Linked DNA regions of Zea mays: region 1 is linked to region 2. Evidence: chromatin contacts called from public Hi-C data. All regions are on one chromosome and are shown on one strand. Each heading gives the region's core, a stretch centred on a gene start, on an enhancer-like site or on the middle of the called end of the contact. The rest is flanking DNA. Distances are from core to core; before and after follow the strand shown.

Region 1 (5,171 bases), core at 537-3,036, 980 kb after region 2:
TACTACCATTTATTCCATCTTAATAAAGTCTTATCTTTACTACAAACTTAATTGCTGCTTTGAAATACTCATAATTTGAATTGACAGATACAAGCTCAGCTTCATTGCTACTGATGGGACATGTGAGGCAGAGTTCTTTTGTTTTGATAACATAGCCAGAAAAATAGTAGGAAAACCTTGTGACAACCTTGTTACAGCAGTTGCAACTTCTCAGGGTCCCCCAGCAGCCCTAGCCGCTATTGTGTGTCTGAAATTTACCCTTGCAGTTACCATCAATATGTCAGCCTACTCAGTCACAAATAGAGTATTCTCTATTCTGTCTATTTTAACAAACCATGGAAGACAGGCCTTAATACCATCTAACATGCCTAGCCATCCTCAGCAAGAGTTGGATACACAGGATGAAATACCTAGCCTTACAACCACACAAGACTCTCCAGCAACATCAATGGCGAAACTATCTACCTGTAGCAACGAAAGAAACGAGGTACAAAACTTCTTATTTTTCTTGCCATGCAAAATCTATTATAAATGTATCATTCTTTCATGCATACAACTTGATGAAGTCTATTCAACAGGCACGACGTGTTCTAATATATTCAGATATGTCACATGACATAGAGGTACCTTTAGTACTACTAAATACTTACTTTCCATACACTTACAAAGTTACATATCCATTACATTTTAATACCAGATATAAATTAATACAATCAATACCCACAGAATAAATAAACCAGGACAAAATGAGTTTCCACTTTGTTATATGAAAGTACATTCATAAAATTTATGCACTTAATCACAGGGTGATGCCCAGCGCATAAGTGAACTCAGCAATGAAGAGTTATCGTCGCCACCGAAAAGGTATGTATTAAAAAAATAGTTGGACATAATAACAGTAGCAACAACATCATTCTTTTAAATGCTAGATCTTATTTTCCACGCTAATACAACATTCATGATATTATATAGAATGAAACATGGCCACAGTAGCAAAGGAATACCAGATCTTACAGACCCCAAAGAGAAGAGCTCCTAGATCATAATCAACTTCATGAAGGTATAACACCATGTGCAAAACTTATTCATATATCGCAAATATATTTATACACAGTCAACATAATGTATTCCACTTACCCTTTTACGCAGCAACATTAGTACAACTCTAATGCTTTTTCCTCCTTTGTATACAGGTATTTACTTATTGGGCACCTATCAAGAGCACTATCACTTTTGGACAATGAATGCTTCTCTATAAATATGAACCCTATCAAGAGCATCATCACTTTTGGACCATGAATACTTCCCTCTCTCTCTCTCTCTATATATATGAACCTACTATTAGACTATTTGTGGATCTGTACATATTTACTTAACACCTAGAAGCACATTGTTGCTAAGTGTTGATGTATGATGCTTGAATACTACTTAGTATATATTGTAGTCTAATTTCACTCTACAACTGGTATCAACTATTAGGGGAAAACAATATTATCTACTTATATTTTGATTTCTTGCATACATATTGTATACTCATATCATGTTTAAATTTGTTTTACATATCTGGGTACTCACAAAATCGTTAAGCTATATATGATGACGCGCGCCCAGGCGCGGGCTAAACACTAGTTATTATTATTCGTAGTCCATTTGGCGATCCGACGGCCGGCAGAGCAAAGCAAGCAAAAAGGGGAAAAACTGTTCCGCCGGGCCGACGACGGCCGGGGCCGGCGATGGATCCTGCGCGAGGAGCGGAATTAAATAGCGCGTGACCCCCGAGGCGGGCAAATCTGGATGCTTCCTTCCGTTTCCACCTCAACCCGTCCCACCGCTCCCAGTCCCGGGACGTACGGTGACCCCACACCACACCACCACAACCCCTCCGTCCTCTTCGCGGCTGCGGTGCGGCCCCGGGAGTTCCTTGATTCGGCGGGCATCGCCATGGGAGGGCGTCGCTGGCTAGCTGTGGTAACCTGACCTCGCCGCTGCAGCTCTGTAGGTAGGTACAGGGTGGGCTCTCACGACCCTCCTGGCCTCCCCCCCCTCTCTCTCTCTCTCTCTCTCTCTCTCTCTCTCTCTCTCTCTCTCTGTCCGGATTTCTCCGCCGCTCTCTGCTCATGTGCCATGCCGAGGCGGAAAATTTGTGATTTTTGAGGGAATTAGGCGGGTTCGAGAGGGATTTTTTGTTTATTTCCTGTTCTACGTACCAAGGCGGGTGCGCCAGTGTGCCGAAAAGCTTCGGCTTTGATGGAATCCCGGTGCTCCCGCGAGCTCTCCCCCTTAACCGCTAGGATCATCATCCATCTATGCACCCAAGGCTTCTCCTCCGCCGCGTCCCCCCCTCCCCCGCCTCTCCAACCGCCCTCCGCCAAGTTCGCGTGGATGTGGATGTGGATGGGGAGTCGGCGGGCTGCTCTCCTTTTCCGCGCCTGCGCGCTTGTCTCTTCCCTTGTCGGATTATCGGGACCGGATAAGCTCGGCGAAGACCGTACCTACTGCCTAGCCTTGTTCTACACCGCGTGTCCTCTTCCATCTTCCCCCTCGCCGCTCGAGCTGCCAACTGTCCAGCAAATTCGACAAAATTCGTTCGCTTCTGCTTCTGTTTGGTCACCTAACCACTTCCTTCGGCTGCCAAAACGAGGTTCTTGTTTGTTTGATTGTTTCCATTTCATTAGCTTTGGCGTACAACGAAAAGAGAATGGGTTAGTTGGGTTTTCAGTGGTGCCACAAGCGAAAAGATGTTGCCAGTGCTTATCAATAAACAATGCCAGCTGCTTGGCTTTTGCTGAACATTTTTTTGCTTACAAATAAATAAATACTAGATGAGTAGAGAGCAAGCGGAGAACAAGGGGAGCGAGACGCCGCCTTGCCAAGTGTAAGCAACCGAGGGGAGAACGAGGGTGCGGCCGTGGCTTGTGGCGTTCGATCAGGATAAAAAGGTTGCCAACTTCGCGTGTTTCCCTCCTGCGTTTCCTGCTTAATTTAACTTAGGCAGCCCGGTTTCTCGCTTTGTGCCACCTCTTCTATCTCTTGTTACATGTGTGGCTTTCTTGTCATGGTTAGTTAGGCTTTCTCGGAACCGGTCCGGTATGTTGGTTTGGCAATTCGGGTAGACAAGTTTGAAAATGTTTCTTGTTTGATCCATTTCTGTGGCTGCACCTGTGTCCTGGTTTAGACTTTTGACTGACTGAGTAACCTAATTTTTTGCCTAACTTTTTCCTCTGCAGGTAGCTAGTATTCCAGAGGTGATTTCTCCTCTCCTGATCGACAGAGGGCAAATCTGGTTCGTGACCCCCCAGTATCATATCAGAGAGGGCCACGGTTTTGCTTATCAATGTGTTAGGAGTTAGGACCAAGTACTGGAGCTATTTCGTGGTTCCGATGGAGTCTAAGTGTGTGAACGACCAGGACACCTTGATCGACCTGGAGAGTGGCAACGGCACTGCAGTGATCAACCATAGCAACGACCTGGAGAGTGGTTGCGTGTGTGCGTGCGCCAACGGATGTCCGAGGGATGACAGGAACAACCAGCACATGGACTGCTCTTCACCGGCTTCGGACGCCGTTGCTAGAAGTGGAGACGACAGGAAGTCCGAGGGGGAGGAGAAGCTGGGCCTGGGCCTTCTGGACAGCTCGGGAGGGGACAAGGCGAAGAAGAAGCGGTCGAAGAAGAAGCCGCCGCGGCCGCCGAGGCCGCTGACGCCTACGCCGCTGGACGTCTCTGACCAGAAGCTCCTCAACGAGCTGAGCGAGCTTGCCGTGCTGAAGCGGGCGAGGGTCGAGCGGATGAAGGCCTTGAAGAAGATGAAGAACGCCAAGCAAGGGTTCTCGGGTGGCAATCTGTGCCCCCTGATCGTCACCGTTATCTTCTGCGTCGTCATTCTCTGGCAAGGTATATAGATCCCGTTCACTGTTAGTGGTCTGATGTGCTGTGTCTGTATGGAACAACCAAAGTTTAAGCCTCTTGAATAAAAGATTTGACTCACACCCCCAACAACTCAAATGGTTGAATTGAAGCTTTCTGGGGTCGGCTATATTGATAACTGCCATTTTTTTTTTGGTTCGATTCACAAGTCGATATATGCTTGGATAATACGTACTCAACATGGAGATAGTTTAAGATATGATCAACAATAAAGCTAATTCAGCAAAGGAAGTTGGACTCTTTGGTAATGTCGGTTCTTTGATCTGAGTTGTAAGCATGCTATGGCTTGTGCAAACACTGTCAATTTTTTTTTGTCCCGAAAGCTTCAGAACATGCACTACCGCCTATTGAGCGAGTATAGCTAGCTGTCGTGATCAGTCAAACAATGTTAGTAGTCAAGAGTTCAGTTTACGGAATCAGAGAACATTTGCTCAGAACTTAAGCATCTGGATTTCGCAGGTTTCTTCTCGGGACACGGGCCGGCGGTGAGCTTCCATGGATCACCGGAATCGTCGATCAGGGGGACGCGCAGCAGTCTGATCTCCATCAGGTTCTACAAGAACCATTCCAACACGAGGCCACCACCATTCAGCGAGACCACTGCAGCTCCCGAGTAAGCGAACCTTTCGGCCCAGCAAAGCGATATTTGCATAGTCAGAATGAACCTGGAACTGCTCGTCGCAACCTTTTTTCCCCCTTTAGCAGCAGAGCATCTTTACATTAGAGTTTCCGAAACCGCCACATGCTTCCTTCGCCTGAAGCAGCTGACCCTAGTGGTTTCCTCAACCTTGTTGCAGTAACGTAGTAGAGACCGGTCCGAGGCTCAGGAATCGTAACCAAGCGAGAAGGCTACTAGCTCGGTGACCCGATGATTATGGCGGCGGCCACACCTCAAATGAAAGAAGCTCGCCACATTTTGAAGCGTCGCCGGCGCTTCGCTTCGTCCTCCTCGAGGCGCCGGCCCCACCCCCCCGCTCCTTGGCTGCTGCTCCTTGGCTGCTGTAAAAAACGAGTGGACTCCTAGTGTGTCGTGCGCTGGGTAGTGAATCTGTGTTGGCCATGGCTCTAGCGAAGCGTAGAGAGCAACGAAAGCAAGCGAGCGAGCAAGCAAGCAAGCTGTCTGTCCGTATGTGTCTGGCATGTTACAGTAATAAAAGGTTTGCGCGCAATAAATCAGAGAGCTGATCTGAATCTGACCCACCCCGTTGCAGTGCTGTGCTGCTGCACTTGCTCATCGTTACTGATT
Region 2 (5,610 bases), core at 2,333-4,832:
AGAAGAAAATGTTGAATGAAACTGATGCAGCAAAACTCGACTTGTTCCGCTCCGTCGCCTCGGCGGCGCCTTTCGTCGGATTCCAGGAACTTGGACGAGGTTCCGCGACCAAGTCCGATGATCCGACTAACCATCAAGTTGTTGGGCATTTGACAAAAGGATGCAGGGCAGGCACCACGAGTTCTGTGAGTTTTGAGAGGGCAAAGCAAACTCTAAACACATGTGGAGTTTTTAGACAGCTTAGGGGATCAACCACTGAAAAAAGTATCAAGATCAAATTGCCAACTGGTCAGCAAACAAAGTGCAATTAGACTACCTTACCGACCAGCAGCGACAGATGGCCTAGACACAGCGGACACGTCTTCTTCATTACAAGTTAACTGATACTCCCTCCGCTTTTTTTTTATTTATCGCCGTTTAGTTTACAAATAAATTAGCGGATCACAAATATTATATTCGAGAACGCAGGTTGTAAATCCATAAGGTCTCGTTCGGGTGCCTCGGGTGCATGAGGACTGAAGAAGATCGAGAAGGATTAATATTTAATTTTAAAATCTGCCTCTAACCGAATACACTCGGGTGGTAGTAGGTAATTTTTCCTAACTCTATCAAAATAGTGAATCTGATCTTAAATTCACCGTTTTGAAGGATCCAGATTTGGTTTTTGGCTAACAGCTAGATGTTTGAACACTTGTACATATAGTTTTTTTTTAGCTGAATTTGTAGTTAGCGTAGCTGTCCCGGAGAGGTCCTAAGATGCAGATTCACTTATTTCAGTCACAAAATGAACAGACTCGTGGAAATGGAAAACACCAGGGTTTAATAAGGCCAAAAGCTTTGTATTTATTTGATTATTGATTATGCACTCCAAAGCCATTCAGATTACTTGTAAAATAAAAAAACAGGGGGGCACTACCGGCTACAACAACAATACCAGCTTCCAGGTTATTTGTGCTTTTATCCAAAAAGAACAGCGCTAAATTAATTACTGCTGAACCCTCCAAAACTTGACATGGAAACCAGCCTCCTCGCTGGTGTTTTAGACGTCCAGGTACTTGCTGGCGGTGTGCACGTCCTTGTCTCCTCGCCCGCTGCAGTTCACCACCACCCTCACGCCGTCCGCCAGTGTCGGGCAGAGCTTCTCAAGGTAGGCCAGCGCGTGGGAGGTCTCCAGGGCAGGGATGATGCCCTCCAACCGAGACACGCGCTTGAAAGCTGCATGTCATGATATACATGTTCAACATAGTAGCATTCAGGACATAAACAGAGTGAATAAAACTACTGGATCAGCAGCTGTTGAGACAGTTTCTCAAATGTTCAGAAACAAAAAAAATCATATGGGCCTTATGGATGCTGAACAGTCAACAATGTATCTACTGTCACATCTAAGCATAATACTGTTTCAAGACTTCAACATTGTGTTTGGTTATTAAAAAAAATTCGCATGCCAGCATTAGCTCAGGAATAAGGCATATCTTAAACATTTGGCTTATCTACCGAGGAAAATCTAGGAGGCTAGGACTACATTATTGGCATCACAATATCCTGAACAGCTACATCAACTGAATATATATAACACCCAGTCATTTAAAGATAAGTCAAGATGTTGAAAGCTGATACCAACACTAACAGCATTTTGTAGGTTCATTGGAAATCAACTTCGTCAAAAAGAAAAATAGTTCAACCAATAACAGACAATGGAAAGAGAGCGAGACATACCATCCAGTGCCTCCTGGTCAGTCACACTATCGTATTCGGCACGTCCAATGTCCTTCAAGAAACTGTGCTCGGGTCCAACGCCAGGGTAATCGAGCCTATGATTCAAAAAAATAATGGACAATTAGTTAGCTCACATAGTACACAACAAATATAGTCTTGTGGAGCGTAAACAGAAAGAAAACTCACCCAGCACTGATGGAGTGGGGTTCGATAACTTGTCCGTCATCATCCTGCAGCAAATAGCTCATGGATCCATGGAGAACTCCGACTTGGCCCTTTGTCAAAGTCGCCGCATGCTTGTCGGTGTCTACGCCATGGCCAGCTGCCTCCACTCCAACCAGCCTCACATCTTGATCCTCAACAAACTCATGGAATAAGCCCATGGCGTTTGATCCGCCGCCGACGCAGGCAACCAATACGTCCGGCTTGCCACCCCACTTGTCCATGGCCTGCCTCCGGGTTTCCTTGCCAATAACCTTATGGAACTCCCTCACCATCATCGGGTACGGGTGCGGACCGGCAACAGAGCCCAAGATATAGTGTGTGGTCTCCACATTTGTGACCCAGTCACGGATAGCCTCTGAAGTTGCATCCTTCAGGGTTGCTGTCCCAGAATGTACCGCCCTGACCTGTTCCAGCAAAAAGGAAACAATATACCATAAGAAAAACATTAAGGGAAGTATAACAAATTCTTTTTTTTTCCTTCCCTGAAGAACAAGTGCAGATACAGACTCAATCTAACAAACAGATGCCTCCGCTGTACCTCTGCACCAAGAAGCCTCATCCGGAAAACATTGAGCGCCTGCCTCTCCATATCCTGTGCGCCCATGTAGATGATGCACTGCAGCCCGAAACGGGCGCACACGGTGGCGGTGGCGACGCCGTGCTGACCAGCCCCTGTCTCGGCAATGATGCGCTGCTTCCCAAGTCGCTTGGCAAGCAAGGCCTGCGCCACGGCATTGTTGATCTTGTGGGCACCCGTGTGGTTAAGGTCCTCCCTCTTGAGGTAGATGAGCGGGCCTGTGCCATCGGCGCGCTTGTAGTGCTCCGTTAGGCGCTCCGCGAAGTATAGGGGGCTCTCACGTCCAACGTAGTCCTTGAGAATACCGTCCAGTTCTTTCTGTGAAAAAAAAGCATGTCAGACATAAGTGCAAGGATGTAAACATTTCTCGTGATTCATATTCAGGGATCACCGCATGTTGATCATAATTCTTCCTCGTGATCCAACAAGGATCACGGCATCATTTTTGTGTCAAGCTTCCTGTCCTGTCCTAGACTACAGAAAAGTGAGGCAGACTACTCAGGGAAGGGAACACAAGAACGGAATCAACAACCTAGCCCATAAGATGTGACATCTCGTACCTACGAAAAGTAGGCATCTGTACAAAAAAAAACTAGGCATCCAAATCCCCGCTAATACTGAGTCAACTATAAGCCGGAGACATGGGACATAGCCACATAGGAGAGGCAGCGGTAGCGGTAGCGCTACCTGGAACTCGTCGTCGGTGGCGAGCGCGTGGAAGGCGCTCTCGAGCTCGGTGAGCGCGTGCATGAGCGTCTCGGGGACGTACTTGCCGCCGAACCTCCCGAACCTGCCCATGGCGTCGGGCCTCTGCAGCCCCGGCGCCGCGGCGCCGTTCCCCATCTCCACCGCGGCGGGGGAGGCCGCCTCCGCGGCGACCGCCTTGGCCGGCTGCATTGCGGCCGCGGCCACGGCGGCGGCGGCCCTTCGGGGGCGGGCGGAGGAGGTCCTGGACGACGCCACCCGCAAAACCGCGCGCTGCTGGGCCGGCGCGGCGGGTCCTGGTGCGGCGGCGCGGGTAGGGCTGCGAATGGCGGCGGCGGCGGTGGTGGCCATGAGAATAATAAATCGACGAGGGGAAGGGGATAGATAGGCTGTGGGGGCAGGGGCTCTGCGTGCGCTGCTGCGTGGAGTGGTCTGGGTGCGGGTACTCGCTGGGCGGGTATATAAACTGGTGGCGCTAGGACTTCTGGCAGGAATGGTTGGTGGCTCCACCGGATCTTCCTAGACCAGGTGCATGGACCTGGACTCTGCTCCCGTGCCGCCTCGCCAAGGCTGGTGCTGGTGGGCCGGGCGCGGGGAGGGGAGGGGAGGGGAGGGGAGAGCGGGGTCGACGGATCGCTCAGGGCCAGGCAGCGTGAGAGGGCAGCCGCTCGTAGCTTGGCCTTGCTTTGTTTCCTCGAGTCGAGACGAGCTGGTTTTGCGGCGGGTCCAAGCTTTCCAGGGGCATTTTGGGGACGGTTTTATTAGTGCGCACCGTCCACGATGGCACGATCAACTGTGAGACGTGGAGCGCCCTGCGCCTTCTCTCTCTAGAAAAAGATAAACAGAAAACAAACCACAACAAGATTCAAATAAAGAGTAAAAAAATATAATAACCAATTAATACTAAGGCATGTCTGGGAATAATAGTTACCTGCTTCAAAAATTGCTAGTGAAATTAGCTAATTTTAGCTAGGTTGAACAAACTAATATATAGTTGAGGGTGCACCCAATAGGTAGTTAAACTATTAGGATGCTTGCACGTCTCCATCTAAGAACAGTTAACAACTGAACTACTAGCTAGTCTGTTTAAATATCTCTAGCTAATTTTAACCACTAAATATTAGTTATATCGCACTCAAAAAGAGCCTAAGCTTCAATCCTGTCCGAAACTTCAATCTCAACTTAGTAAGGACCTACATACCGACATTTCTAAGATCTAGCAATTGTTTCTTTATGTTCGATCTTTCATCTTCTTTACATAGTAGTTACCATAGACACAAATCCAACACTAGGATGGAAAGATACACTTATTCGGGTATCTGTTTTTTTTTTGTCTTTTTGTCTTTGATTGTGAATAATTATGATATAGAATCAGCCATGCAAATTCATGCTCTAGTTTTTAACATTAAGTTTATAAAGATTCACAAAAGATAGATCTAAAATTTATCATATATCTTCTTAAATAGTAGATATAAAATTCGGATATGTATATAGATATTTTTTCGCCTTTTTGCTGTAATAAGGAGCAAATAATACATAAAAAAGTTATGTGAAATTTTATTCTTATTTATAACACTGTGCTTGATAGTATAAGAAAAGAATGTATAATTTGTCCTAACAGTTCGGATACAGTTTTCATCCCTGTCCACCACGTTGCTCTTAGAACCGCCTTGAAAAGGTTGTTAGATTTGGCTTTGTTGAATACAGTACCATTTTTTGTTTAATCTTGATAAAAATCGATCTTTAGATTTAGGCCAAAAATCCAAAAGCCAAGAACGATGCATATAGCAGAAAGCCAGAAAGTAATATGCGCAGTGTATTAGAAATAAAATATATATATCAGAACGTGAACCAAAGAAAAGGTGGCGCATGGTCCGTGTAGCTAGTTTCCTGGCAGCAACGGATCTGATCGCATTGGAGGAGGAAGGCGCGCGCAGCGGTTCTTCCACGGCACCCGGACTGGACGCCGCTGCTAGTTACGGTCCCCCGATGGTGTTTGTTAGTTTGGGTTGGTGACGCTTACGGCTGACTCGTTTGACTTTAATTTATACTGGTTTCTACTGTTTATAGTGTTTGTCTCTATAGATTGTACCTACTTCAGTCCAAATAGCTGACTTTGACTTTAATTCGTACATATTTCTACTATTTTATACAGTGTTTGTTTATATTAATTATAGTTACAACAGTTTAAACAGCTGGCTTTAATACCAAAGGAACAACCCCGGAGTTGCAGCGCCGTTGTGCCTACGCCGTACGCCCCAATCAGGCAGAGAAAGCCAAGTTTTTACTTGGTTTGGTTCCACATACTTTAATTCGTACCAGTTTCTACTGGTTATATAATATTTTTTTATGGATTATAGTTGCAGTAGTTCAAATAGCTGTCT

What was found. A called contact is a pair of places that touch in the nucleus more often than the background predicts.
Region 1: a contact with region 2 is called in a Hi-C map of tassel, with 2.2 times the contacts expected there. The contact joins the promoter of LOC100276554 here to the promoter of LOC732803 in region 2. A contact is called at or near these places in 2 of 25 Hi-C or Micro-C datasets (ear and tassel).

The regions. Positions count from the first base shown.
Region 1 is chr10:86,881,370-86,886,540 of Zm-B73-REFERENCE-NAM-5.0, forward strand. It overlaps LOC100276554, which reads left to right and starts at 1,787. Exons shown (of 4, transcript NM_001150315.3): 1 at 1,787-1,999; 2 at 3,228-3,892; 3 at 4,385-4,538; 4 at 4,723-5,121. The coding sequence starts at 3,382. The coding sequence ends at 4,789. It overlaps LOC103641341 (a long non-coding RNA gene), which reads left to right. Exons shown (of 4, transcript XR_560258.2): 4 at 88-125.
Region 2 is chr10:85,896,884-85,902,493 of Zm-B73-REFERENCE-NAM-5.0, forward strand. LOC732803 (orange pericarp 2) reads right to left here and starts at 3,583. Exons shown (of 5, transcript NM_001397132.1): 1 at 3,209-3,583; 2 at 2,483-2,839; 3 at 1,906-2,348; 4 at 1,720-1,814; 5 at 819-1,215. The coding sequence starts at 3,577. The coding sequence ends at 1,040.